3 separate regions of the Oryctolagus cuniculus genome follow, and all the other regions are linked to region 1. The links are chromatin contacts, called in public Micro-C maps. All regions are on one chromosome and are shown on one strand. The core of a region is the stretch at or near the end of the contact, and the rest is flanking DNA. Distances in the headings are between cores, read along the strand shown.

What was found. A called contact is a pair of places that touch in the nucleus more often than the background predicts.
Region 2: a contact with region 1 is called in a Micro-C map of ear pinna, with 2.6 times the contacts expected there. The contact joins the promoter of CCDC102A here to the promoter of CPNE2 in region 1. A contact is called at or near these places in 2 of 6 Hi-C or Micro-C datasets (ear pinna and an unstated tissue).
Region 3: a Micro-C map of ear pinna shows a contact between it and region 1, with 5 times the contacts expected there. The contact joins the promoter of COQ9 here to the promoter of CPNE2 in region 1. A contact is called at or near these places in 4 of 6 Hi-C or Micro-C datasets (ear pinna, psoas muscle, skin fibroblasts and 1 more).

The regions. Positions count from the first base shown.
Region 1 is chr18:40,722,782-40,726,461 of mOryCun1.1, forward strand. CPNE2 (copine 2) reads left to right here and starts at 1,581. Exons shown (of 17, transcript XM_051846795.2): 1 at 1,581-1,758. LOC138846395 (a long non-coding RNA gene) reads right to left here and starts at 1,391. Exons shown (of 2, transcript XR_011383872.1): 1 at 895-1,391.
Region 2 is chr18:41,070,315-41,073,994 of mOryCun1.1, forward strand. CCDC102A (coiled-coil domain containing 102A) reads right to left here and starts at 2,013. Exons shown (of 9, transcript XM_051846800.2): 1 at 1,773-2,013.
Region 3 is chr18:40,997,504-41,001,183 of mOryCun1.1, forward strand. It overlaps COQ9 (coenzyme Q9), which reads left to right and starts at 1,551. Exons shown (of 9, transcript XM_017342242.3): 1 at 1,551-1,680. The coding sequence starts at 1,605. It overlaps CIAPIN1 (cytokine induced apoptosis inhibitor 1), which reads right to left and starts at 1,573. Exons shown (of 9, transcript XM_002711542.5): 1 at 1,442-1,573.

The sequences.
Region 1 (3,680 bases), core at 331-2,830:
GGACCGTCTGCTTTGACTCAGCCTCCCGCACGCACAGTTCACCTGCACTGCGGGGGGCACCGTGGCCCAATACCACACCCCTAACTGTCACTTCATAACCTGAAAGACATGGCCTTGTTCCTACTCCTGGGCTCCCAGGAATCCCACCCCGTGAACATCTGCATATCACAGGTCTTCATGTGGGTCCTCCTGGGGACACACCTAGGAGTGGCACTGCTGTGACCGGCCTTGCCGTCTGTGTCCTTGGCCAGAGATCCAGGATTCCCCTCCCCTCACCACGCCCAACTTGCCCATTCAGCTGGCCTCTTAGAGGAAGCCTGGCTGAGCCCCAGGGCTGAGCTGGGTCTTCTGTCCCACCCCACCTCCAACTTCTGCACTTTTTATCCAGGACCCTAGACTGGCCTCCCGTAAGCCTCCTGAGCACTGTCCACCCCTGCGACTGGCTCTCCTGTTGGAAGAAAGGGATTTTGAGGGCAAAGAAATCCGGGAAGGCTGCCTGGAGGAAATGAGCCTGGAGCTGGTTCTCGGCTGGTTTTCTCCGGAGGGGGGCAGAGGGCTCTGACACTTTCAGAGGAAGGAAGAGGGGAGCGTGCATAAAGGCAGGCTGGATGGAGGAGAGGCAGGCTGGGGATCGCAGCTCGCAGCCCTGGGGGTGCTCGGTGGCCGCCCCTCCGAGGCTGCAGAGTGCCAGTGACTCACCCATGCGGCGAGGCTCCCACTTTAACCCTCACCTGCCCGGAATGGAAAACCCACGACCCAAACAAGCGCTAGACGTTAACCCTCTGCGGCCCACGGGCTCCCCGTCTGGAGGGCCTCCCGGTGAGCCGCACCGCACCCCTCGGCTGTCTGCCGCCCGCCCGGTGGTGAACCCGCCCGAGGGCGCCCGGAGCTTACGCCTCTTCTAGGGGAGCCAAGGGAGGCTCCAGACGCTCCCAGACGCCGATCAGCCCCGGGCCCCGTTCCTGTCCGTTGTGGTCCAGCCCCGGGCCCCGTTCCTGTCCGTTGTGGTCCGCTCGTCCGTGTCACAGAATCATGTCATCGTCCCTGTCTCCGGCGGCGAGAAAATGTGAGCTCTTTTGCTATAGAAACAACGACCAAACACACCGCGGTCCTAGCGCTGCCCAAGACCGCCCAGGGCCAAGCCCCGCGGCGCGTCCCCCGAGGGCGCAGAGGGGCGCCCACCCGCGTCTGGGGTCCAGCCGGCATCCGGAGCCCTGCCCCCCACCCCACGTAGGCCAGGGCTGAGCCCATCCCTCGGTTCCCGCGTGCAGCCCCGAGAGCAAAGCGCTGGGCACTGGAGGCGGCAGGCGCCACGGCGAAGCAGGCCTGGGGAGGGCGCGAACCCCCGGCGTCCCGATCCGCGGACTCCCAGCCTGCACCGTGCGGGCGCTGCGATTCGGGCCTCGAACCTTGGGCTCCGGGCGGGACAGCGCCCCCGCTGCGCTCGTGGGAGAGCGCTCGCCCCTTCAGGAAGCGCCCGCCTCGCCTCCCCGCTTCCCGCCCCGCAACCCCCCCTCGACCGGAGGGAGGAGCCCGAGCCGCCGCCGCCGCCGCCAGCCCGCCCGGCCCGGGAGGAGCCCCGGACCCCGAGCGACTGCGAGCGCACGCGAGCCGGCATGGCCGCGCGGGCAGGGCCCTGAGCCCGTCCCGCGCCCGCGGGCCCGGCCGAGCAAGGGAGCTCCCGGGGATGCCCCGGCGGCTCGGAGCGCGCGCAGCGGCAGCCGCGTGGTGAGGGCGGCGGCGCCCGCGGGACACACGGTGAGTGGGGGCCCGAGCGGCCAAGGGGAGGGCGGGGCCCGAGGGCTCTAGTTCAGCCCGGGGGCCCGGCTTGCGGCGCCCTTGGCGGGTCCAGGAGAGGCTGGGCCCCGCCTGGGGGGCCGCGGCGCCCTGCGTCCGGCCACCCGCGCCCACCCAGACTCTGGCATTTGAGTGACTCAGCTCCGCCCCGGCCACCCGGGGGCGCTCCGCCTCCGCCCGGACTGCGGGGCGGGGGGAGGGCGGACCGACCGGGTGCCGGAACGGGGTGCGCCCTCCGGGGTCCGAACCTAGGCTCTTCGAGGAGCCTCCGGCCTCGGTCGCGAAGCTCGGGAGGGCTGGCAGCGCGCCCCTTCCGCGTCCCGAGCCCCGAGCCCCGAGCCCCAGCCGCCTCCCCGCCCCAGCCCGTGCCCCGCGGAAGAGCCGGAGGTCGGGTTCCCAGCCCGGGAAGGGGAACCCGAGGGGGGCGTGGAACTGGGCGGCTTCCCAGAAGTCGGAGCGTGTTTGCAAACTAGTTTTTGCGCAAAAGCTGTCTTGGCACCTGTGTGAGGTGAGGGGGAGGGAACGAGGCCTTTTCTTCCAGTCCCCTCGGCGACGGCGGCGGCGACGACGACGGCTACGAGGGTTCCTTCCCCGAGACAGAAGGGTCTCCCGACCCTCCTCCCTCCTCCCCGCCCCCCGCAGTCGGCAAGCTCTCCTTTTGGGTAAGGGACCACGCCAGGGGGACTGTGATTTGCCCAAGGTCACGGGCAGCAGTTAGAGGTTCCTCTTACCGTCTGACTCCCGTGCCCCGAGTGTATTTGGGGTTCGGCAAAGGGCCGGGGCTCTTGAGAACTCCCCGCGGGGCCAGTTATTTTGCCAGCACTGGTGTTGGCTCATCTGGGGGTGTGAGCCATGGCCAAGGGCTGTGGGCTTCTTGGGCATCCACAGCGTCAGTGGCTGTTGGCATCTTGCCAGGCAGGGTCTCCTCCTGAGAACCCCCCCCAGGCCAGCATCAAGGTCTCCCCTCTCCCCTCCTTTCAGCCCTGCAGACTGCGCGGGGGCTGCTGCGTCAGGGGAGAAGCACTCCAAGAATCCAGCTCTCTCCCCCTTGGGCCACAGAAAAGGCAGCGTGGGCTCCGTGGGAGCCTGGAGGTCGGGTGACCCCGCGATCATGGCTGGCACCCGCGGGGGAAGGGGCCACCAGATCCTGTGGCAGCTGTTCACTGTCCACAGGGGAGCCGGTGGGGTCCCAGGGTGCCTCCCTGCCCCCAGTCCGTGTCCTCTGCTCTGGCTGGGCCGTCCAGCCCCAGCTCCCATTAGGGTCGAGGACACTGCAGTTCGGGGTACAGGTAGCCCCCAGGTGTGACCTCTGAAAGCTGCAGCCGTTGCTAGGAACACCGACTTCTGACCAGCAGCGGGGTCTTGGCTCAGACCCTCTTCCCGTCTGGGCCTCCTGGTCACCCTCTGTAAGACGAGCCGGTCACCACGCCCTGCCTGCCTGGAGCCTGCATCCAGACGTAGGGGAGAGGTTTCATGGCAGTTCTGTTGGCAGGGGGCTCCGGAAGTACCCCCAGGCAGGGGACACACTGGCTGGGGCAGGACAGGTCATTCTAACAGCCTTCTCCATGGAAAGGACCCGGGGCTAAGGAAGTGGACAGGGCTCTCTGCCTCCACCACTTCCTGTTTGCAGGCCTTCGCTCCCCACAGGGGCCGGGGATTTTAGCTGCTGGGACCAGGGCACTGGGGAGGGGGTGGGTGTTCTGCAGAGGCAGGTGCACTTTGTGAGAAGCAAGAATGGGGTATGGTGGTGCTTCCGGGGACCCCTCAAAGCTCAGGGCGCCGTGTGAAGGCGGTGGCCGGGAAGCCTCAGTCTCTAGAGCTGTGCACTGGGCCGGTGCTCTGGCTGGAGACCTTTCCCGCAGTTGTGTGTTTCTTTAAAGGGA
Region 2 (3,680 bases), core at 763-3,262, 350 kb after region 1:
GTTTGTCCATGGCCAAGGTCAGAATCAGAGGGCGTCTCGTGGCCACCCAGGGCTCTGGCCTCTTGCCTGAGGAACCCGTGTTTTGTCCTTTGTCCGTTTGGATGGGTCTTTTACTATCCAGGGAGCAGTGCTAAGACCTGGATGGGGGCCAGCTGTGGGGATGGGAAGGGGTGGGGGCCCCAACTTTCCCCCAGCTCAGAACCAGCCTCCGTCCTCCCAGAATCTTGCAGGTAAGGCTCTGGGCTGTGCCCATGGCCACAGGCCTGGCTGCGGGCAGGAGCAGGGCCCAGCAGGAAACCACAATGGACAGCCTGATTGGATAAGTGCAGGGCCCAAGGCTGGTCAGCCGCAGTCTGTGGGCACCTGTCCCTCTGACCTGCAGCTCAGGCTCCAGCTGCAGGACCTCCAGCGTGGGACCGTGAGGGATCGCGGGAGGGGGGCTGGGCCTTGGGGCTGGACCTAAGCTCAGGGCAGGCACACTCCTGGCCTGCTCCCAGGTACCCCCATCTCAGACGCAGGAGCCCTAACAACACCCTGGATCCCTGGTGAGCCCAGATCCCTTCTGTACGCGTGGGCCAGCTGGTCCCAGGGCTGTGCTCACACAGACCAGCTGCAGAGCCAGTACTGGGACTGGACGCTGCCCCTCCTGGGTCACAACTACCTGCAGTGCAATGCTCCTGGGGGCACCTGTGACACAGGGTGCTCAGGCACCAGGCCAAGGGGACAAGCCCAGCTGGGGCGGGGAGGGGCAGGCGGATGCCAGCGGGGGGGGTGGGGTTCTGCTCCAGCCCCAACCCTCTGAGCAACTCCTTAAACTACTCACCAGCTCCTTCCCCCTCTGCCATCGACATGTTGTGTGATCCCTGCGGGTCCCTGGCCTTCTCTGGGCCTCGGTTTCCCTACCTATAGGATGGGACGAGGCACTAAAGGAATTCCTAAAAGTTCTGTCCAGCAGGTGGGCAGACCTTGAACCAACCCAAACCAATTCGCTCCCAACAACACTCCTGGGAGGTGGCGGTGGGGCTGCGACCCCACATAAAGGTAGAGAAACTGAAGCCCCATGGGGCAGGGGTCTTGTGGTTGATGCCATTTAACAGCACTGTCACCACGGCGGGACAACCGAGGCCCGTTCCCCTCTCCTGGCCCGGAGCCGCCCTTCCACCTGCCCTAACTCAGAAATCAGCTTCTGCTTCCCATCACTCTCAATCGCCTTGGCCTTCAACTTGGTCGACCCCTCCCCGGCCACCTCGGCCCTAGGAGCCGCCCGGCTCCACCTATCGGCGGGCGGCGGGCGGCGGGCCCTCCGTCCAGCGCGGGGCAGTCCCGCCCACCTCCTCCTTGGTGCGCCCCCATTGGCAGCCACCACAGGTCTGGGGCGGTGGTATCGTGCTCTGATTGGCCAACTCCTCCTGTCCATCCCGCGCTCGCCATGGTGACCACGTTGGGTCCCCCGGGAGAGTTCCAAATTCCGCCCCCGCCCGCCGCCCCCTCCCGCCGCCAGCCCGCAGCATTCCAAGGGCGGCCCCCTCCCCCAGCCGCCCGGCAGCCCCTCCTGGCCCGGGGCTCGAGATCCCCCCCCCAAGAGCCGCCTGTGCCAAAGGAGAGGGCTAGAAAGTTCCGTTCGAAGTTTGGGGGTTGCCGCGGGCGCCCCGCTGGCTCCCGCTCCTCCAGCACGCCTCCCCCCAACTTAACCCCTCCCCTCCCGCGGAAGGTGCGCGGTCCGCAGCGACTTCCCGAGCCGCGGTGACTTTGCGCCCTCCGCCCCCGCTCACCTCGAGCCGGGACTGGCGGGCTCCGGACGTCCTACCCGCCGGGCTGGGTGGAGTGGGCACGGGGCTGGCTGCGGCTGCCGCCGGGAGGGCCGAGGGAGGGCCGCGGAGTCTCCTCCTCCCTCCTGGGGGGAGGGGAAGGAGGGGAGCCGGCGGGGCGGGCGCAGCGGGGCCCCGGCGCGAGCACCGCTGTGGCCCCGCGGTGACCCCGGCTACTTGTGGGCCTCGTAGCCCAGCTTCGGGGCGAGGGGCGCGGCCCGAGCTGGAGAGCCAAGCAGACCCTGCGGAGGCCCCACCCCTGCGTGGGGGCCGGGATGGGGGGGGGGACCGGAGGCAGGGTCGGGGGCCCGCGGGGGCTCGGCGTTCCCGCCTCAGGTTTCCCGGAGCGCCGGCGACATTCCAGGCGGGTCCCGGGCTCCACACGTGGGGCGCGCTTCCCAAGCCCACTTCTGTTGTCCGCACCGAAAGGACGCGGGCCCGCAGGCCTGTGGCCTCAGCCGGCCTCAGTTTCCCCATTTGCAAAACCGCAGAGTTGACCCACGCAGCTCGTGGTGGGGCACCTGAGGCGGCCGCCGCAGACTCCCGTGTGCAGTGAGGCTTGGAGGACCCCGGGCGTCTAGCTGTTTTGGGGTTCCCTCTGTTTGGGGGTAGAGTGGCTGCAGTCCTGGCAAGGAAGAGGGTGTCTGAGGTCCCCCCCCCATCCTGTCCATTGGAAGGCCGCCTGAGGTGGACATGTTTAAAAGACCCCTCCCCAAAACGAGGTCCTAACATTGATAGATTGAGATTTTGCCTAGAAAAAGAAATGAAACATTACGAAGGTAAGTTAGTTTTACCCTAGGTTACCAATAGCTCCTTTCTTTTTTAAATATTTTTTTATATGAAAGCCAGAGTTAGGGGCAGTCAGAGATATCTTCCGGCTATTGGTTCATTCCCCAGCTGGCTACAGGGGCTGCGGCTGGGCCAGGAGCCTCTGCCAGGTCTCCCACGTGGATGCAGGGACTTGGGCCATCCTCCACTGCTTTCCCAGGCGGATTAGCAGGGAGCTGGATCCGAAGTGGAGTGAGTGGGCCTGGACCCAGCACCGATATGGGATGCCTGCCGACCTGGGAAGCAGGCTTAGTCTGCTGAGCCGTGCGTGATACCACTCCTAGCCCACAGCAGATCCTAACTGCGGCCAAGGACCCATTAGAGTGAAGGGAGAACTGGTGTCAAATGCTGATGTTTGAAGTCTTTGTTTCCTCAACAAAGTCCAGGAGAGATCATCCTTCCCTTCTGACCTCATGTTCCTGCAGCAAGGAGAAGTCTTCAACGGCCTCCCCAAGCCCCAAGGGTCACTTTGCGCGCTTCAGTGGGGCAGTGGTTCTCCTTGGGAGGGCTTGGCCACTTCCTTCCCAGATGTTGTGGCCGGTGGCTGCCCTGTTCCTCTGATACTGCTTCTGAGAATTTGGCGAGATAGCATGCATTTTGCAAGACCCGCAGTTCTGCTTGTCCGTTCACTTGCTTCGTGTCTTCCGTGCAGGGCTGCACCTGCTCGTCGGCTGGCGTCAGCTGTCCCTGGGGCCGTGTGGCTCCCATCAGCGCTGGTGGCCGGTCTGGAATTGTGTGGCTGCTCTGGCCTTTGTTTCCTGTGGCCTCTTGGACTTGTGAGATGCAGATGCTGGGAGCTCAGAGGACAAGGGCACAGGCATCATAGAACTGGGGGAAGCAAGGCTTAGAGGGGTTTTGTCTTGTCCTCAGACAGCCTGCAGGTGAGAGCCTGGGACCAGGAGCCCAGAGCTCGTTGCAGGAAAGGGCTGAAGGTGGCGGAGGTTGGGTTGATGGCAGACCTCAGCTGGGCCCTCTCTGCCAAGACAGGAGGCTGTGAGCTTGTGCTGGGGGTGTCCTTTGCAGGAGGTAGTGGGAGAAACACCC
Region 3 (3,680 bases), core at 301-2,800, 270 kb after region 1:
TCTAAATATCTAAAAGCCAAAGTGTGATACTTTTCATCATCAGAGCTTTGTGCTATGGCTGTGAAATCTGTCTTTAAAAACAAAAACCTATAAGGAAAAAGTGGCTGGCACCTAAGCCACACACTCAGAAGCTGTGACTCATGACTACAGAGAGGTGGGGCAGAAGCCAGTCACGCCGCTGACCTTGTCCACACACACAGGCCCCACAGCTTTTAGGAACTGTCACAGGCAGGCAGCACAAGGCGAGGCCTGAGAATCACTTCCGGAGAGGCACTTGTTCAAGAAACCCAGTGAGCATCCAACCTTGAGGCGTTCGGCCCCTCTTATGGATAAAAGCAGCCAAAAGGAAAAAAAAAAAAAAAAGAAAGAAATGGAAGACTGTGTCTCCAGGTCATTAGCTGGGGGTCAGGGACAAGGTTTCACAAAGGACACTCAGGAGTTTGCTCCCATAGGAGAGGCTCCTTCGAAGACCAGTGGACAAAACTCAGAAAACAAAACCTCCCGAAGAGATCGCTGCGGCTTTACCTAAACCCGGCGGTGTGGACCTGGCATTCTAACGTCTGGGCAGAGTTCTGGCTTGGGAGGTCTTTGCCACGCTGACGCAGGGGGGACAGGATGGTTAGAAAGACCACAGGAGCTCATCAGAGGGGCGCAAAGCACAGCTTCCACCTACTACAAAGGCAGGGCCTAGCTGCGAACACACACAATCTACAGGATGACATGCTCCTGTCGTCCCTGACCCCTAATCCCAAAACCGCTCACTGCTCCCTGTTAGGTCTTCCCTGCTGCTACCCGCATTTGTGATCCGTGACCGCACCGTGGCCTCCTGGAGCCCCCAAGCAATGTGAGAACGAACACCGGCCATCCCAGACGTTCCTCCGCACCGGCGGGGCACACCCAGACCAAGTGACTCGACTCCCCGGGCAGCAGACAGGGCTCCCCGGATCTCCCAAGTCTGGGAGCGACTCGACTCCAAACCCTGGGGGCTCGGACAGGTCACAGGCTCAGAAGTCCAACGTGTGGGCCCCAAGCTTTGGTGCTTTGTCACCATGTACCTTCCGAGACCCGAAAACCGGAGACTGAGGCCCAAGGTCACAGCAGTGGCTACGGGTAAAAGCAGGTTTAAGATCTGGGTTTCTCGGGTCCCAGCTCGGAGAATCTTCCTTCTCAGAGTGCTGTTCCCGGGAGCGGACGTTCGAGAAACAAAGCAGCCTAGGAAAGGGCTGAAGCCCCAGCGTCCGGAGCCCAGGGCAGGCCGGCCGGCCCCTCACACCCGCTTTCCAGGGTACAAGCCCTCCAGGGTCCTCAGGGAAGCAGCCGTGGCCAGCGTGCCACGGCGGGACGGGGCTGGGGCTAGGAAAGGAGAGGCTGTGACGCAAGGTGAGCCGGGAGGGGACCGTTGGGGAAGGTCGGGCTCTCAGATCACCCCAACCGCGCTCACCTGCCGCCCGAGCTCGCTCCGGGTTTCTCCGCGGCCACCGGCTCCGCGCCTCGCGCCGCTCGAGAGAGGCGGAGGCGGCGCGACGTCAAGAGGGCGGAAGTGGCCGCGGCGCGGCCCTGACGCTGCCCGTTGCGTCGCCGCCAGCGGCGTGCCCGCTTCCAAGATGGCGGCAGCGGCGGCGGTGTCGGGCGTGCTGGGCCGGGCTGGCTGGAGGCTCCTGCAGCTGCGGTGCTTGCCGGGTGAGCCCGAGGCTGAGTCGGGGAAAAGGGAGGAGCAGGGAGAAGGCTCGAGGCGGCGGGAGCTGGGTGCGGGGCGGGAGGTGCCGTCGTGGCGGCCGGCGAGCAAGGTGAAGTGAAGGGCAGCAGCGCGGAGTCCCCGGCGTCGCGAGCTGGAGCGGGCTGTGTGGCCGGCTTTGGTCTTCATCTCGAGCTGTGAGGGACGAGAGCGCTGGCGCAGGGCCTGTCACCCCCGTTTCTTGGAGCTGACGGAGCCTCAGCGAGGGCTGGGGACGCCCAAGGTCACACAGCTCGTCGGCTGCGGGCCTGGCAGGCGCGGCCGTTCTCGGCCCCTTTGCCAAGCGCCGGGCAGGACCGCTGGGAGGACCTTGGTTCCCTGCAGCCGGTCCTGTCCCCGCCCTTCGCCAACTCTGGGATATTCGCTTACCACCTGTGCTGCTGTAGGCTCCGTGTTTTTATTTCTGTGTCCGAGTTCTTAGGAACGGACCTTTGCATCACTACATAAATGGAAAGGCGGTGTCACCCTTCGTAAATGGAATGTGTGCACTGTCGCATTAACTTAACAACTCTTGATGTAGTCGCCTGTGTTTCTCCTCACGTCTCAGCGGCCCCTCCTGTGGGGCCTCCCCCTTTTCATTTCAAAGTTTTCTCCAGTTTTTTTTTTCTTTGCATATAAGAAAATGTTGGTATTTTTACTATGTATCATCCTATTTCTTTTTAAAAAGTTTCCTGAGTTATTGTGTAGTTTTTTTTTTGTAAAAGATGAGTGTCCATTTTGTTTTCATACACAATGTCCAATTAAAGATCTTTAGTAAAATCAATGCCTGTGTTAAGTATTTACCCAACAGAAAACGATCTGTCCCATCTACAAGTCTACAAAAAGGTGTGCATAAGTGTATTCGTACCAGCCTTATTCATAATAGCAAAAGGTGTCCATCAACAGGGTAGTGAGAACTAAACACGTGTCAGAGACAAAGCTGGACGCCAGGTGGCGTAGCTGGGACAGATTTCCATCCGTGAGGACTTAGAGTGGGAACAGGAGTCGGCTGAACTGGCCGCGGCCTTGAGAGTCCAGCTGATGCAGATTGGCAGGAACCTTGGTCTTGGGCTTCCAGCCTCCGGAATGATGGGAAGATACGTGTCTTTTGCTTATCACGGTCGTTTGTAACGGCATCCTGAGTTAACCGAGACAGATGTGGGTACCAGAAGGGTGGTACTCCTGTGAGAAACACCTGACAGTCTGGAAGTGGCTTTGAAACTATCATGGGTCAAAGTTGGAGGCGTTCTGAGGTCCCCGGGAGGAGGGCGGAAGGGGGCTCAAAGCAAGGAGACAGAAGAAATACAAAGGGTGAGCGTGAGTATGGTTAGCCCAGCTGTGCGTGCTAGCAGGTGAAGATCGAAGTTAGAGCTCTCTCCTCCCAGGGAGACGGAGGCCCTGTCCTCAGGTGTTAGCTGGAACAAATGATTTTTTTTTTTTTTTTTTTTTTTTTTTTTTTTTTGCCATTCTTGAGTTTTCCCAGGCAGTAACTTTAAAGGGCTGTGTCATCTTAGGGACGTGGCCTTGAGTTAGACTACAGCGGAGTCTGTTCAAGTCTTCACAGGCCAAGGTCAAGGCCCCTAGTTAAGAAGTCAGAAGACCCTGACTAGAGTTTGGTTAAGGAGAAAATCTTGTCAGATCTACTGATGGGCACAAAAATATGGCTCAATCTCAGATAGACTGAGTGAAAGATGCCTGACAGAAAATTACATAGAGGTGAACCCCTAGGACAGGCGAAACTAAGACGAGCAAAAATGAATCCAGGGTGAAAAATTGGGGGCGGTGTGGGTGAGGAATGCCTGTGACAGGGCGTGGGGGCGGTGTGGGTGAGGAATGCCTGTGACAGGGCGTGGGGGCGGTGTGGGTGAGGAATGCCTGTGACAGGGCGTGGGGTGCTTTCTGGGCTGATGGTAATGGTCCCTCTGTAGATAGGGCCAGGTGTACACTTGTTCAGACTCAGAATGGT